2 separate regions of the Gasterosteus aculeatus genome follow, and region 1 is linked to region 2. A link is a contact called in public Hi-C data. All regions are on one chromosome and are shown on one strand. The core of a region is the stretch at or near the end of the contact, and the rest is flanking DNA. Distances in the headings are between cores, read along the strand shown.

Region 1 (6,732 bases), core at 2,130-4,629, 36 kb after region 2:
GAAATAGAATGTGGAAAAGTTGCTCTTTAAAAAGGAATCCCAGGAAAGTTTGTGTAAACTGGGAAATGGTCTGGATCTCGACCAGTCTAATAATAAGTATAAGTAAGTAATAAAGTAGTCATTAAAGTAAGTAAGTTAAGTAAATTATAATTTCTTAATAATCGTAATTTGAATGTTTATTTACTTTTATTTGCCTTTGCATTAAAAAAGCTAATCAGAAAGGGCAGTGAATTCTAGGGTTGTTTGACAATACTTTTTACATTATGTCTTATCAGAAGTTGCTGCACTGGGAAGGTCGAGCCAGTACAAAGCATGTTGAACAAGCACACTCGATGCAGCCAGTTATCGGATGCGAGTAATGGCCAACGGAGGAAAGCTCAATGTGTGTCGTCTGTCTCAGTCAGCTTATTATGACAGGAAAGGACAACATAACCCATTCGGTTATCTACGCAAAGCACATACGTGCCCGGCTGAAGCGATAGGTGCTCATAATCAGTCCGACTAACGACAGCTGGATTTTTGTTGAACGCCCCAGTGAACTACACGAGTTCTCCTTTGATTTGAATATTCAATGTGGGAATGAGTCAGAGGGAGGCTCGTACAGCGAGCAGGCGGTCTCCGGTCTGCAGCCGTCCATCTTTCTGGGCGGCTCCTCCCTCTATGATCTTGGTAATATAGATGCTGTTGTCTCCTGGGATGTGTTGGTTGCCGATCCCTCCAGCAATGCTGAATCCAAGGCCTGGTGGAGTAATACACACAGTGAGATACGTCTGCAGGTAAACACATCACCTGTGACCTGTGAGAGGCCTTCTCTATAACAAATGCACTTCCGGGAGTCTAAACTGAATGACCATTATCCCTAAAAGTCAGCTAACACCTACTTATTCCAGCAAGTTGGTCTTTAATAAGCCTCAAAACCGTCTTAAGTGGTCGTTCAGCATTATCGTGAGAAGAGATGTATTTCCATCTCAGCGAGGGATGAGTGGGACGGGTCCCTGACCTTTGGGCCCTTTCAGCAGGTTGACCTCCAGGATCGTCTCGGGTGGCGCCTGCCTCCGTCGGACCAGCAGCCGCACCACTGGCCCCGCCTCCTTCAGGGCCTCCACCGCCCGACTGTGAACCACCTCGGACACGTCCACTTCGTTCACCCGCAGCACGCAGTCGTTCACGCTGTCGAGGGGGGGGGGGGGACGTTTTTAGTTACGGACATTCATCGCACGCTGTCAGGTGGCAAAGAACGCACTCCGTGTCATGACTATTTCATATTTCTAGCTTTGGTGTTCCAGTGAATCACGACTTTGAGGAAACACACGGAGCCCGGGGGCAGAGGACTGCGGAGACTCCGCCTCCCACGCTGCTCTGCCTGGCGGGAAACGGTGGTGGCGAGCTCGAAAAGTAGGGAGGTTAAAGTATGGAGAGGACAGAAGGTGCAGAGGAGCTTGAAGAGGGAAAGAAGGAGGCGAGGAGGGAGGGGGACATCTAGTCTAGATTTGACTTCGCACCGTCTTTCTCATAGTACCGTTAAAGTAGCTCTTAATCTATTTCACGGCGTTTTCAAACCAGGATTCTATTGTCTTGCTTCCTTCGTCTTGTTATCTGCTCTTCATTCACCTGGGCAGCACCTGTATCTGCACAGTTAGGAGTGGAACTCACCCGAGCCTTCCGTCCATAGCAGCCGCTCCACCGGGAATTATCTTGGTGATGAAGATCCCCGGGTCGTCGGGAATGTGGGGATTGTCTATTCCTCCAGCAATGCTGAAGCCCAGGCCAGAGTTCCCCTGCACACAGGTTATGATTGGCATCCTCAGTGGGGAACCACAGACAACAGACACACACAGCGCTAAGTGATGCACCCAATGTGGGCTCAGGGTCAGTGCAATGTGGCTCCTCAGTGTATCGGTATCTCAGAAGAACCCGTGATCGATGCATGCTGCTCCGGGCATTTCTGATGTGCATTTTCGGGACGCATGTGTGCGTGTCCTTGCGTATTTCATTAGAGGAGGGCCCTTCATTGAAACGTCACAGTCATCCCGTCAACCCGGCAGAGATGCATCAGTGTCAGGAATGCCCCGCGTTTAGAGCTGAAGGTTGATTTAAGATCCAAAGCGAAGACGAGCTGAGGAGCATCATTCCCGTTGCATCTCACCCTCTGCTGGAGACACACTCCAGCACCTCCCGTCGCCGAAACGACAGAGGACCCACTTGGATGCGGTGGGTCGAAGTGCACTGCTGCATCTGACAGCGGTTGCCACAGAGACCAGCGGCATACAAGACGGTCGAGAAAAGACTTTCGCTTTATTACATTCTATAATTAATGAACAACGGTCACAACGAATTAGGACAGAGTGAGGCCGAGGCCTCCCAGTGTGCTGCTCCGGAGCAGAAAGGAGTACGCGGGGCCTCACGGCCAAATGTTACACAGCCACAGGCCTTTTAGTGTGTGTGTGTGTGTGTGACTGCATAGCTTATTTAAAATCTCCACTTGGAAGAGTGGAAGCGGCAGAGACCGTGTGCATCTATAGTGGATCGGAGGTGCAGCCGTATGTGGGTTGAACCATGAGAGTAGAAACATAAAGCTCGGCCACTACAAGCTGAACCGCCGCTGAACAATCGAACAGGAGAGCACGTCCCAAATTCTGCTGCCTGCGGATGGACGGCGCGCATGGGGATTACGTAAAAAGGTCGTCTCATCGCCGCTATGCTGTGCTCAGGCTCGCATGAGGCACAGAGCGGCGATGCGACAGCTACAAACATCACCGACGCCGCAGAAGAACGTATGATTCTCCTGAAGTACAGTAATCAGGATCCTTCTCTGGGTTTTCTTTAAACTCCCTGAAGGAGGACTGAGCTGCTTGCTACCACCTAGTGGGGAGAAATGTTTCTGTCATGCGGAAAATGAATTAAGGGGGAAGGTGTAGTGTTGTGTAATGTGTTGTAACAAGCAACAGGTAAATCTCACCCGCTCCAAAATGATCTCTTCATATTTGTACATCCCATCACTGCCATTTACCTGTGAAAACAAAGAGCATGATGGTTAGTTTCATACCCGAGTACCGCATTTGCTAGAAATACAGTTTAGAAAAAGCAGCCATGTCCTTCACCAGACTCCTACAGAGTAGACTTTTTGATTTGTTGCAATCAAAAGGTGTCTTTCCTTTTAACGGTGCACAAGCAACGCGTCAAAAAGAAAACGCGCGACTGCAGAATGCACATTCACCCCAAACCGGCAGGGTAAGAGGCATAATGGATGTCGGTCCACATGGCAAACAGCATGTTGCTAGCAGGAGGAGGCCTTTCCCTCCACACACACACAAACAGACCCTGCGCTCATGCAAAGAGGAGGCTGCGTGGAGGAGAGAGATGTATGCTGTACAGAGAGGGGGGGGACCAGATACTTACATAAGGGCCCGCATCTATTGAGTCCGCGTTGACGATGATGGGGGGAGGGTTGGCCTGTGAAGACGAAGAAATACACGTTATGTTATTGTGCGAGGCTGGCAGCGCACACACACACGCGGTACACACGCTATCACTCGGGAGCAAAGGCAACGGATGCCATGGGAACAGTCAGTTCAATTTCTTTGGGGATGATACGGTGTGTGTGTGTGTGTGTGTGTGTGTGTGTGTGTCTTTATTAACCGCCACAGCTGGAGGACGTCCTGCAGACGTCTCATAATAGCGGCCGGCTTGTGGTTCCAGCCGTCGGGACGATACGTTTATCACACAAATCCTTTTCACTTTGGCTTCACACAGAAATACCACCACATATGATCGCATAAAGAATTCATGATTTCATGGCTACTTAATCATTCAGTTAGATTGACAACATGTGATACTCTCAGAACACTGCGAGGAATCGCTAAATAAGCTTATTTGATTACGTAATTTAGTTTAATTTATGTGTACTGCTGAAATGGTTGATTGACAGATTGGACACAATTATTCAATTTGGATAATGAATGTATTGTTTGAGCCATTTATCAAGCAAGAAGTCATGTACTTGGTCCCGTTTCTATAATAAGGATTTTCTCTGATTAACTCTTTTGGTCTTTTAAACAAAACAAATAATTTAAACATGTCATCCAGGACATTTTTCTTTATTTTCTGATATTGGAAGCTTACCTATTAATCAATTAATGAAAAAGAATTACCACGTGTTAAACATCAGTTTAGTGTGGAATGAATGTGTCATTCTTGCAAATAATGCTATAGCAATTCATCTGTGGGAGTAGATCAAAAATTGTGCTGACTTAATAATCACAATCGCTAAAGAAGTTTGAATGTTAAATTCTATACTTTATTCATATAAAAATGTATCATCATGGATTACACAGTGTATTTGTTGACCTTGAATCTCATTTTTGATTCTTTCGCCTGCAGCATAAATACAACTTTATGGGGAAAAGCGGTTTCTGTTCGTCTTTTTGGAGCACGTGAAACAAACTAATGAACTATTGGATACACGTCGATGCTCGGTGACAGAATCCGCCAGTACGACCAAGTCCAACCAAACCGCCGCAGCTACATATTAAGCTCCACAGTTCAGCTCAACTCTGCTGCGCCCCCTGGTGTTTCTATTTCCAATGTGAGGTCTGCGGCGCGGTTGTTCTGGCAGCAGCTTGATGGTCGTTTTGTAGTTCCGCACGCCGGCGGTCTACTTTTCATCGATCCGATTGAGCTGCGCGGGCGGCGGGATGCTGACGCCGCTGCTGGGGGACGTTACACTTGCCGAGGTCCGACACAGAGGAGAAAATCAGCACTTTTTCCTTGTTTATTGTGGAACTACCTGCAGAGATATCTGTGAACGATTGTCTGTATTACAATATGCATGTACATATACTGTATGTAGCGCTGGATAATCAATCAATAAAATAGGATATAGTGATGTAAGATTCAATGTTACCCTGGATTTGGTAGTTTTTAGAGGCTTTCAAGGTTGATTTTCAGTTTAGTGATTTCATTTTCCGGCAATATTTGAGTGTTCCAGCTTAATGGAATGAAGGAAGAAGGAATTATAGTACTTTCATTATATTCACATTACAGATTCCTCAAAAGCGTTTCAAACGCTTCAGTAGTGAGCCCCCCTTTTGATTAATATATGTTGATATTTTGGTATTTGTTTAAAAACATCACAAGAACCACGTTTTTTGACATCACCATGTGCTCAATATAAATATAGATGTTGAATTCTCAACTGTATTTCCAGAAAAACATTACCGTACATCTCCAATATAAATAGCTATACTACTAATGTAATTAGTACTTTTCTGGTTAAAATAAAAAGGATTGGAATTTCTTCATTTGACATCTTTAACCTGACAAGTGAAGCTATTTTATCCCAGTGATAAAATGAAAGAACCTAAACGCAGTCCTGCTCTGCGAATAACAAAATGTCCCACAACGGTATAACATATCCAAAGACATTAAAGGGATCCCCAATGGACAACTCCAACTCTACCTTCACATTGGCAACATGTTCCCTCAACAATTTACTCAGAAATGTTAAAAATTACACTACATTGGCAATATCATGTGGCAAAAAGGCACCGAAGGGGTTTATAACCCAGTTGGCGGAACACGAGCCGGAAGCTTGAACCCTTCATCTCCTCGCCAGCTGTGTGCAGGTGTCACTTCACCCCCCCCCCCCACCCCACCCCCCTCCTCCTCACCGAGTCCGTTCACGGTAATGAAGGGTCGCTGTATAAGCAGGAGCAGCAGATTTGACCTACTCCACTCGGTGATGATGTGCTATGACTCTGGACAGTTGTGGCTGTAACCCCCCCCCCGCCGTCAGCACAATCAGACCGCCGTTGTAATCTGCACACGGACCAACAGATGCTCGCGTCTGCGCTCGCGTCTGCACATCTGACATGGCTGCGTTGCGATTTTTGGGGAGGGCCGCTGCCCCTCGTCGACCGGCAGGCCGAGCTGCCGAATCCACCACCGAGGCCACATGTGCCAAAACACACCTGCTGCAGTCTAATGCCTGCGGTGCTTATCGCAAGTATCAGAGCGGTCCAATGCCCCCCCGCCCCCCATCCCCACCGGGTGGGATCACTGGACCTAGAAGAGCATCTGAAAGACAATAAACCCATCAGTTGGAGGAAGCGGACGTATTATCCTGGCCCGGGATTGCCGCATAATCCCTTTATTTAAATCTCACATAACAAGCGGACAAAAGGAATAATGAAATATAATCTCAATATGATTCGGCGATTTACTCAGGTAACTTGGATTAGCATGGATTACGCCGACGGGCCTTTACGACTGTTGGTAAACGTCTTCGCTGACCAGACGCCCAGAGGAGCAAAAACGGTGGATTGAAGACTTTCCGTTCTGACCACCACCGATGTTTGTGACACATTCTGGAAGTTGCCTTTAAGGGCCTTTAACAGGAGACCAAATTGAATAGCATTTGAAAAGCAGCCTCTTGCAGATTGATTGTTTTTAGGACAGGAGGCGATCGAAATGTCTTTGGGTGTGTTCCGTGTGAATGTGGCTCATATGAAAGAGATTCAATGGATGAGGCAGAACAAGATTTCACACATTATGCCTCTGCATCGAAAAGGACGAGGATCACTGTTAGCGGCTTTCAAAGGAAAATGTTCAAACGCTACAACGATCAGAAATCCAATACCGGAAAGACTTTTCTACCTGTGAAGACCTTTTACATGGACGACACTTTGACAAGACGGCCTCATTTGCACCTGGTATTAACACGTGACCCCTTTA
Region 2 (7,001 bases), core at 2,792-5,291:
AGGAAATCTACTTGAAAACAACGCAGACAAAGCTTCAGAGGCTAAAAGCATGTATGAGTGTGTGTGTGTGTGAGATGGGAGGGGGGGGGGGGGGTATTTCCTTTGTTTGGATAGGCTGTTTATTTGGGAATGGTAAGGAAGGCTCCCCGTGTATCTCAGTGGCACACCAGGCCTGGCACAAGGTGGAGGAACATCCACCTTTTATCTGTCTATCTTGTTTTCGTGCAGTGACACAGAGACAATGAAGCTGTTTGTACTGTCTCAAGAAACAAGACTGTCTCTTCCCAAAATATTTGAAACCAGATAACAATTGCTGGATACGCGTTTTTTTTTTTTGCAATGTCAGAAAAAGAAAATCACAATCAAACAAACGCAAATTTCAGCATAAAATCTGTGATAATAAAATGTAGTCCACCCGCCTGTTGCAATGACCCATGACCCAACACATTTTAATAACATCATTCATCACCCACTTACAATGGGACAAGGCTACGCCTACCGGATACAAAGAGAACTACAAAAGGGTCTAACGACCGGCTCAAAACCTTTTCCAAAAATATTAAAATAAAATAATCTACTGAAATATGAAATATCCTCGGAACATTTTTTAAATGATTCACAAATGTAAGGAACAATGAACAAAAAAGGCCAAATAATTCAACCCTTGGTAGCATCGCAATGGTAGTAATTATTAAATGACTTCTAATGATAGTGTCAAATATCTGTTACACGACCTGCTTTCTGACTGAAACGGATCCAGCAGTGAAACTCTCACGCGTCAAACTCCGTAGACTTCTTACCGTTTGTGAGTGATGAGCAACACAAGACGACCACGAACCACCCGACGCGGCCGGAGGACACCATCCTGGCAGCTCTCCACTCCAAAAAAAAACCCTCACACCGTCACAAGTGGAGTGATATAAAAGTCCTTTGGCCGAGGCTTTAGATTCTCTCCTTAAAGCGAGTGAATCAAAGAGTCCTCTTCCTTTTTCTTTAAAAACAACTACAACAACAACAACAAAAACAAACGTGGTGTTAATCCGCAGACCCCCTCAGGTGTGCACGCGCAGAGCGGCGGTGATTCTCGCGTGTCCCATGGCGCGTTCTTCGCAGCGCGGCGCTCCTGCGCAGCTGGATGAGTCCGACTCCCGATCCGGCACCGAGGAGACGGATGTACCGAGGCAGGTGCACTCAGATCCCTCCTCCGCCCACTTCCCCTACACCCACCACCACCACACAAACACCCCCCAAAAATAATGTAGGATGAACTCAATTCGGAGGTTTGCGGGGGAAAAAACCCAAAGTGGAGAGATTCATCCGCTCCGCACGCGCGCCTCGGACACTTTACGCTGCTGTCGCCTGCGCGCAACACTTACAGCGCGCGCGTGAGGCGCGTTTATATGGAGAGGCAGAGGAAGGACGCAACGTCACTCCTTTAGTTGGGGGGGGGGGGGGGGGGTTAGAGTCCTTCCTTCAGGCCACTGAGGAGGGAGGTAATCATGAGAAGTAATGATTATCTATGGCAATCGTGCAGCCCGTTGGGTAAGAACAACTAGATGCCTGTAACTGCTTCAGATGGTGAATGGTTGTTATATGAGAATATGCAAGAACAACAACCAAAAAAAATATCACATTTATTGTATGTATTTTCAGTTGAAGCCTGAAAAATAGATTAATCACTGCATTGTTTCAATCATGATTAATAAAATCTTATTGATCTGTGGGCTGCTGAATGACTCTCTGAAGGTAAATTAGTAGAGAAGTAGATCATTAAACCTTTTTCATCTCATCTGTGTAAAGCTGCCTCTGATACAACCAACGAGGTCAAAGGTAACAGTAGTGATCTTGTTTTTAGGGGAAATAGAGCAAATCGTTAACAATCATTGTCCTATCAGATCAAAATCTATCTGTTTAGAGTCTAGAGAATCTAAGCGTTCAGAGTAAATATTTGCTGAATTTGTTTTTAGCTTCAGAAACAGGACACACTGCTTTTTATATCAATGTAAACAATCGTCTTTTGTGCAGCAGTACCCTGCAGTGTGTGGATGTGCTGCAGACTGTTTTCTTTTATCACCACAACAATTGCTCGGCTGCTGAAGGGTCACGGTAGCAGGCATTGTAAATAAGAACATCCTGCCCTCACCTTTCCGCCCACGTCGCCACGGAACAGACAACATTTTGGGGACTGGATCTTGAGTGCAGGATCTGTCCCAGCACAAGTGGTGACACGTGATGAGCACCACCCTTCCACTCCTGTAGCAGGGAAACAGAAAAGCCACAGGAGAAACATGGGAAACAATTTGTTCGTGACATTTCGGTCGCGGAAAAAATAGTATTTGATAGAAAGAGCACACAAAGTTGTCTCTCTTCTAAGCGGTTCAATCCAATAAAGAGGACAAAAGAGGATTGTTGTCTGTGCACTTTGTTCCACTTCTACTTTGTGCACTACTCAGTGGACACTCACCACAACCATCTGGTAATGAAGAAACATTAAAGTCACTCCTCTTCACTTTTTGGATTCCCATGGCATCAAATTCTGTCAAATGGTTTCATTTTCAAGAAAATATCTGGGCTCACATGTCTGAACGGTGACACATTAACAAAGATACGCTTACGACTTCGACGTAAAAGACGAGAAACCAATAAATGCACAAATAAGATGTGAGGTTTGCCAAAAAAACTACAACAATCTTCTGAGTGTGTTCATATTTGAGTCCTCAGTTAAAGGAGACATTCCCACTTGGCCAAGAGGGCAGCAGATACGTCTCCTGATGAACAATTGCTGGAAGTTGCTCGCTGATAGGGGTTTGAAGTGTTTTATTTTAGAATCTGGTGTTCAAAACACACTACGGGGCGACTAACTGGTCCTACGCACGCAGCATGCGCTCTTCCCTTCGCCCCCAACGGCAATGTCTTCTTTTTTGAATCAACCGGAAGAAATGTGTTTTTTTAATTCTGCAGACTCGGCCTTGGAAGCATTTTATGGAGTAAATGTTGGGAGAAATATGATTTAGGCCACAATATTAATACAACTATTTCTTTAACCAGAGGAACAACCTAAATGGTTGATTTTTAAGCCCGTGTCTTGGACAGAAAATGATACAATATTTATATGTCAACTTTAAGGTACCTGGATATCTTTTTTTTACTTATTAGAACAATAGCGCTCTCCCTTAACAGAGTGAATGTGCACACCACCGTTATAAAAGCGCTCAGTCACGTTAGGCAAAATGATTAAAGGGTTCAATTAAATCGGTTGTAGTGGGGTGCATGTCCGTATACCGCGTTCAATATCCACGACTGTTTATAAAGAAGAAACTGAAGTATCTTAAAAGTCTGTAAAATATGTCACTGTTGATATGTCAGGATTTTCACATTTTTTCTCAAAAAAGAAAAGATAAAACTAACACAGCTTACGTTGGCGATGTTGGGTTGACAGTTTACAGCTGTGCAACCTTTCCGGCAGATACTGACAATAACGTATTGCCCCAATAATCAAGGTCATTGGCTGCAGCTGTGTTTACGAATCCCACCTGACCTGTATGTCAAATATGTAGACGGTTTAATCAAAGAATCCTAAGAATCCTGTCGGTCAGATTGGACTAAAACATCAGTGTGCGACAGAAAGTGATTTCCACGTGTTGATGTATTGGAAACACACATTGAACATTTGACTGAGGCAAAATGGATTAGAGAGAACATAAAAGCCCTCGAAAGGTGTTGTTAATGTCACACTGAGAGTACATTGAGCTGGGGAGAAAAGGGACCCTGTGAGACACACTTTCCATCCTCCCCATGGAATATAAATAAATAAACCAGACATGATGAGAAAGCTGAGAATGTATCTGGTCATACATTACTGCGACCATTAGTAACCATTATGGAAGTTAAATAGCCATTAACTAATGCCAGCTAAGCTACAAGTAAAATAACCATTGAAAATTAATAAATATTCCATTAAACAAGGCAACAGAGTACTAGCTACATATTCAAGAGTATGAATAGTATGGATAGGATATGAAGGCACACGTTTTTCAGAGTTCACGTACCTTTATTTTGTTAACCTCACCATCGGGCTCTTCCTCCTCCTGGACCTCCTTCGCGGTATTACAGCTGTCAATCAAACAAACGGCGCCAAAGTCAGCCTCCGAGGTCCTTTACGGTGGCGAAACCATGAACATGGAGCAGTTTGTTTCGACGGTGACATGTGAGTCGCTATCCCGTTCAGTTGGTCGAAGTAGATAGTTTCTTTGCGACGAGACTTCCAGCCCATAAACGCGGTGGGTCAGTAACTGTTGTCTAGGTAACCGAAACTGCTGCGCTGTTAGCTAGGCTAACTAGCTAGCTTGTTTATCACCGTCAGTTTGGTTTGTTACGCCCTTCACAACATGATCAAAATTAATGTAATACATCAATATGCATAGTATATGTAGGGTTGCCACCTTTAGTACAGAAAAATAAGCTACGGCCGACCGGGGGGTTGGGTGGGATTTGCATGGGATGCTCCGTATTTCTTCAAAACGGGACATTCCGTATTTTAATGGACGGATGGCAAACCTAAGTATATGGTACATTAACGTGGCAAACCAACAGTATGTATTTAAAACTATTAACTTAAACTTTAACTTAGAGAAGTTTGTTAAATATTCAAAAAGAATACTTCATTAATCCAATTGTGAGTCCAATTACTCAGTAAATATTAGTCTTTAGGAGACAAGATGGGCGATTAATGAGAGTTTTAAGAACTTACTTAAGTTATGATACCACACATTAAGTTAACGCTACTGGTTAAGGTTTCTGAACTTGGGATGCATTCGTGATTTTAGACAGAATTACTTTAATAAATAATTGAACAATCAACGGTCCACATTAACCAATTACCTTTTCACTTGGTCAACATGAAGCTACAACATAATGTGACAATTATTTTTCAAATTGCAAAAATACACCTGTTGTTAGTAAAATTAGCCATTCCAGCACTAACTTGTTTTGGGAAAACATTTGACCTATTTTTCTATCTTTTTTGAGTTTGTGTCCAGTCAACATGTTTTGATTTTCTTTTGTTCCCAAACAGGTTTCATAGATAACCTTCTGCACAAACAGTCAACAGATTACGATGAGGTGATAGAGAAATTGTTCTCTGAGGTCTCTGGCCTGAAGGGGTTCCCCAAAATACCAGATCCGCAGGTAGAGGCACAAGTTTGTAAGAGAGGCATAATTTGTATTAATAAAGTAAAATGAGCAAACAGTCAAATCTAAAATGTTCCTCTTGCAATGCAGAACTGTCCTTTTGTAGTACTATCTAGTGCAAAAAATGTTAATTTAATGTAACTTAAGCCATTTGTCTGATCTTACTTTAACTGACCTCGGTGACTAAAATGTAAAGTTTAGTCAAAGTTCATTTATTTTTTTAAATACAGCATCATGTCACCTATTATAACTTGGCAGAATATGTGAGTGGTTTGCATATTTGTTTTTCTTATTCGGATTACAGCTTGAGGAATGTGCCATACAGCTGTGGAACTGGGTAGTTACCAAGAATGTGGGCAGCACTATAAGTACAACTCAGAAAGCAAAAGGTACACGTGTAGTTGCATTATTTATCAACATGCTAATTTTACTGATGACACTATTAACCTGAAACGTCGGCAAAAAAGTGAGGATTACAGGCACGGTTAGATGGGTTGTGTCCCCTCGCAATGAAATCGTTTTCGCCCTCCTCGCAGTGCGTCATGCCGCATGCACTCTGCTGCTCTGCTCTGAGCCTGAGAATCCAACAGAGGGCGTCATTCGTAAGCAGATCCTGGTAAGCAATACCGCGGGCCGCCTCTCTGAGTGCTCGATATTTCAGGGGGACACAATCTGTTTGTCTGTGTGTGTGTGTGTGTGTGTGTGTGTGATCTTTACAGATGGCCAGCAAAACGGGGAGAACCTGGCTGGACTGCAAGAATCCCCAGATGGCAGATAACTTCTTAAGATTTGCTGTCAAGGTGAAAGGCAAAAGTTAACACTCAAATTTAGAGCACACAGAAACATGGACTCCACACAAACGATGCAACGTTAATTATCCCTAGAGCCTGGAAACTCTCTACGGCCAACTCACGTCCAGAGGCGGCGCAGCATCCGACAACGCTTCGTCTAAAGACGACGTGGAGAAGGATCTGCTCCGCGTTCTCTCCTGCCAGGCAGAGTCGGTGAGCTGCGGCGCACGTGATGTTCAACACCTTCGACGTGAATATTTGTTCTTGTGATATTTGGCAGCTGAGGAAGCGCTATTCTGACAGACTTGCAGTGTGAAGTATGAGACAGCTAAATACAAACGGAGAAACAATGAGAGGGGAAAATCTCATTCTGTGCTAATGAGGAATGTGGCATTGTGGCCTGATGTTTAATAGCACATTCAGGTCTCTTCTTTGCAGGCCTTAAGTCAAGGGAGTAACCAGGAGGCTGTGGTCTGCATGCAGCGCTGTAAGGACATGCTGCTGCGAGTACCAAAAGATGTAAAACCTCTCTCTCTCTCTTATCACCATAACAACACTTTTACTGTTCATATCGCTTTTTAAAGTGGGGATGTTAACTCTGAATATATTTACCCAATGCAGACTGCGTACCTTTCCCTTATGTGCTATAACTTTGGAATAGAGACTTACGATCTGAAAAAGTTTGAGGAAAGTGCATTTTGGCTGAGGTAAATATAATGTTTAATTCATCTAGATATGTGCTGGCAACCAATCCAGTGTGGAAGTAATTTGTTCTTCTTCTTTCTTAGGCAAAGCTGTGAAATTGGGAAAATGAATGTGAAATACGCCCCTGGATTGGAAGTTCAGGTATTTCTGTGCGATACGAAGTTCAGTACAGGCAACATGTGCATATCAATGTAGTTTTATTTAATTTTTTGTAATCGGTCTTCAACTTCCCCTCAAACTAGGCCAAGGTGTTGAGGCTCCTTGCCATTGTGTATTTAGAGTGGGACTGTCAGAGGTTTCAGGAGAAGGCTCTTA

What was found. A called contact is a pair of places that touch in the nucleus more often than the background predicts.
Region 1: a Hi-C map of skeletal muscle shows a contact between it and region 2, with 8 times the contacts expected there. The contact joins the enhancer-like site here to the promoter of tex11 in region 2. A contact is called at or near these places in 5 of 6 Hi-C or Micro-C datasets (liver, skeletal muscle, tail fin and 1 more).

What each region holds. Positions count from the first base shown.
Region 1 is chr4:5,695,857-5,702,588 of fGasAcu3.hap1.1, forward strand. dlg3 (discs, large homolog 3 (Drosophila)) reads right to left here. Exons shown (of 24, transcript XM_078100592.1): 5 at 3,400-3,453; 6 at 2,960-3,010; 7 at 1,654-1,778; 8 at 1,001-1,170; 9 at 603-739. Among protein-coding and RNA genes, the nearest start is that of dlg3, 35 kb to the right of the region's middle. Within about 2 kb of position 3,380, at least 1 of the 9 cell types and tissues checked has open chromatin away from gene starts, as enhancers often do.
Region 2 is chr4:5,659,579-5,666,579 of fGasAcu3.hap1.1, forward strand. tex11 (testis expressed 11) reads left to right here and starts at 4,042. Exons shown (of 29, transcript XM_040172860.2): 1 at 4,042-4,207; 2 at 5,075-5,187; 3 at 5,495-5,579; 4 at 5,727-5,806; 5 at 5,910-5,990; 6 at 6,075-6,194; 7 at 6,420-6,500; 8 at 6,603-6,688; 9 at 6,770-6,827; 10 at 6,929-7,001. The coding sequence starts at 4,174. It overlaps kdrl (kinase insert domain receptor like), which reads right to left and starts at 1,375. Exons shown (of 30, transcript XM_040174198.2): 1 at 801-1,375. The coding sequence starts at 864.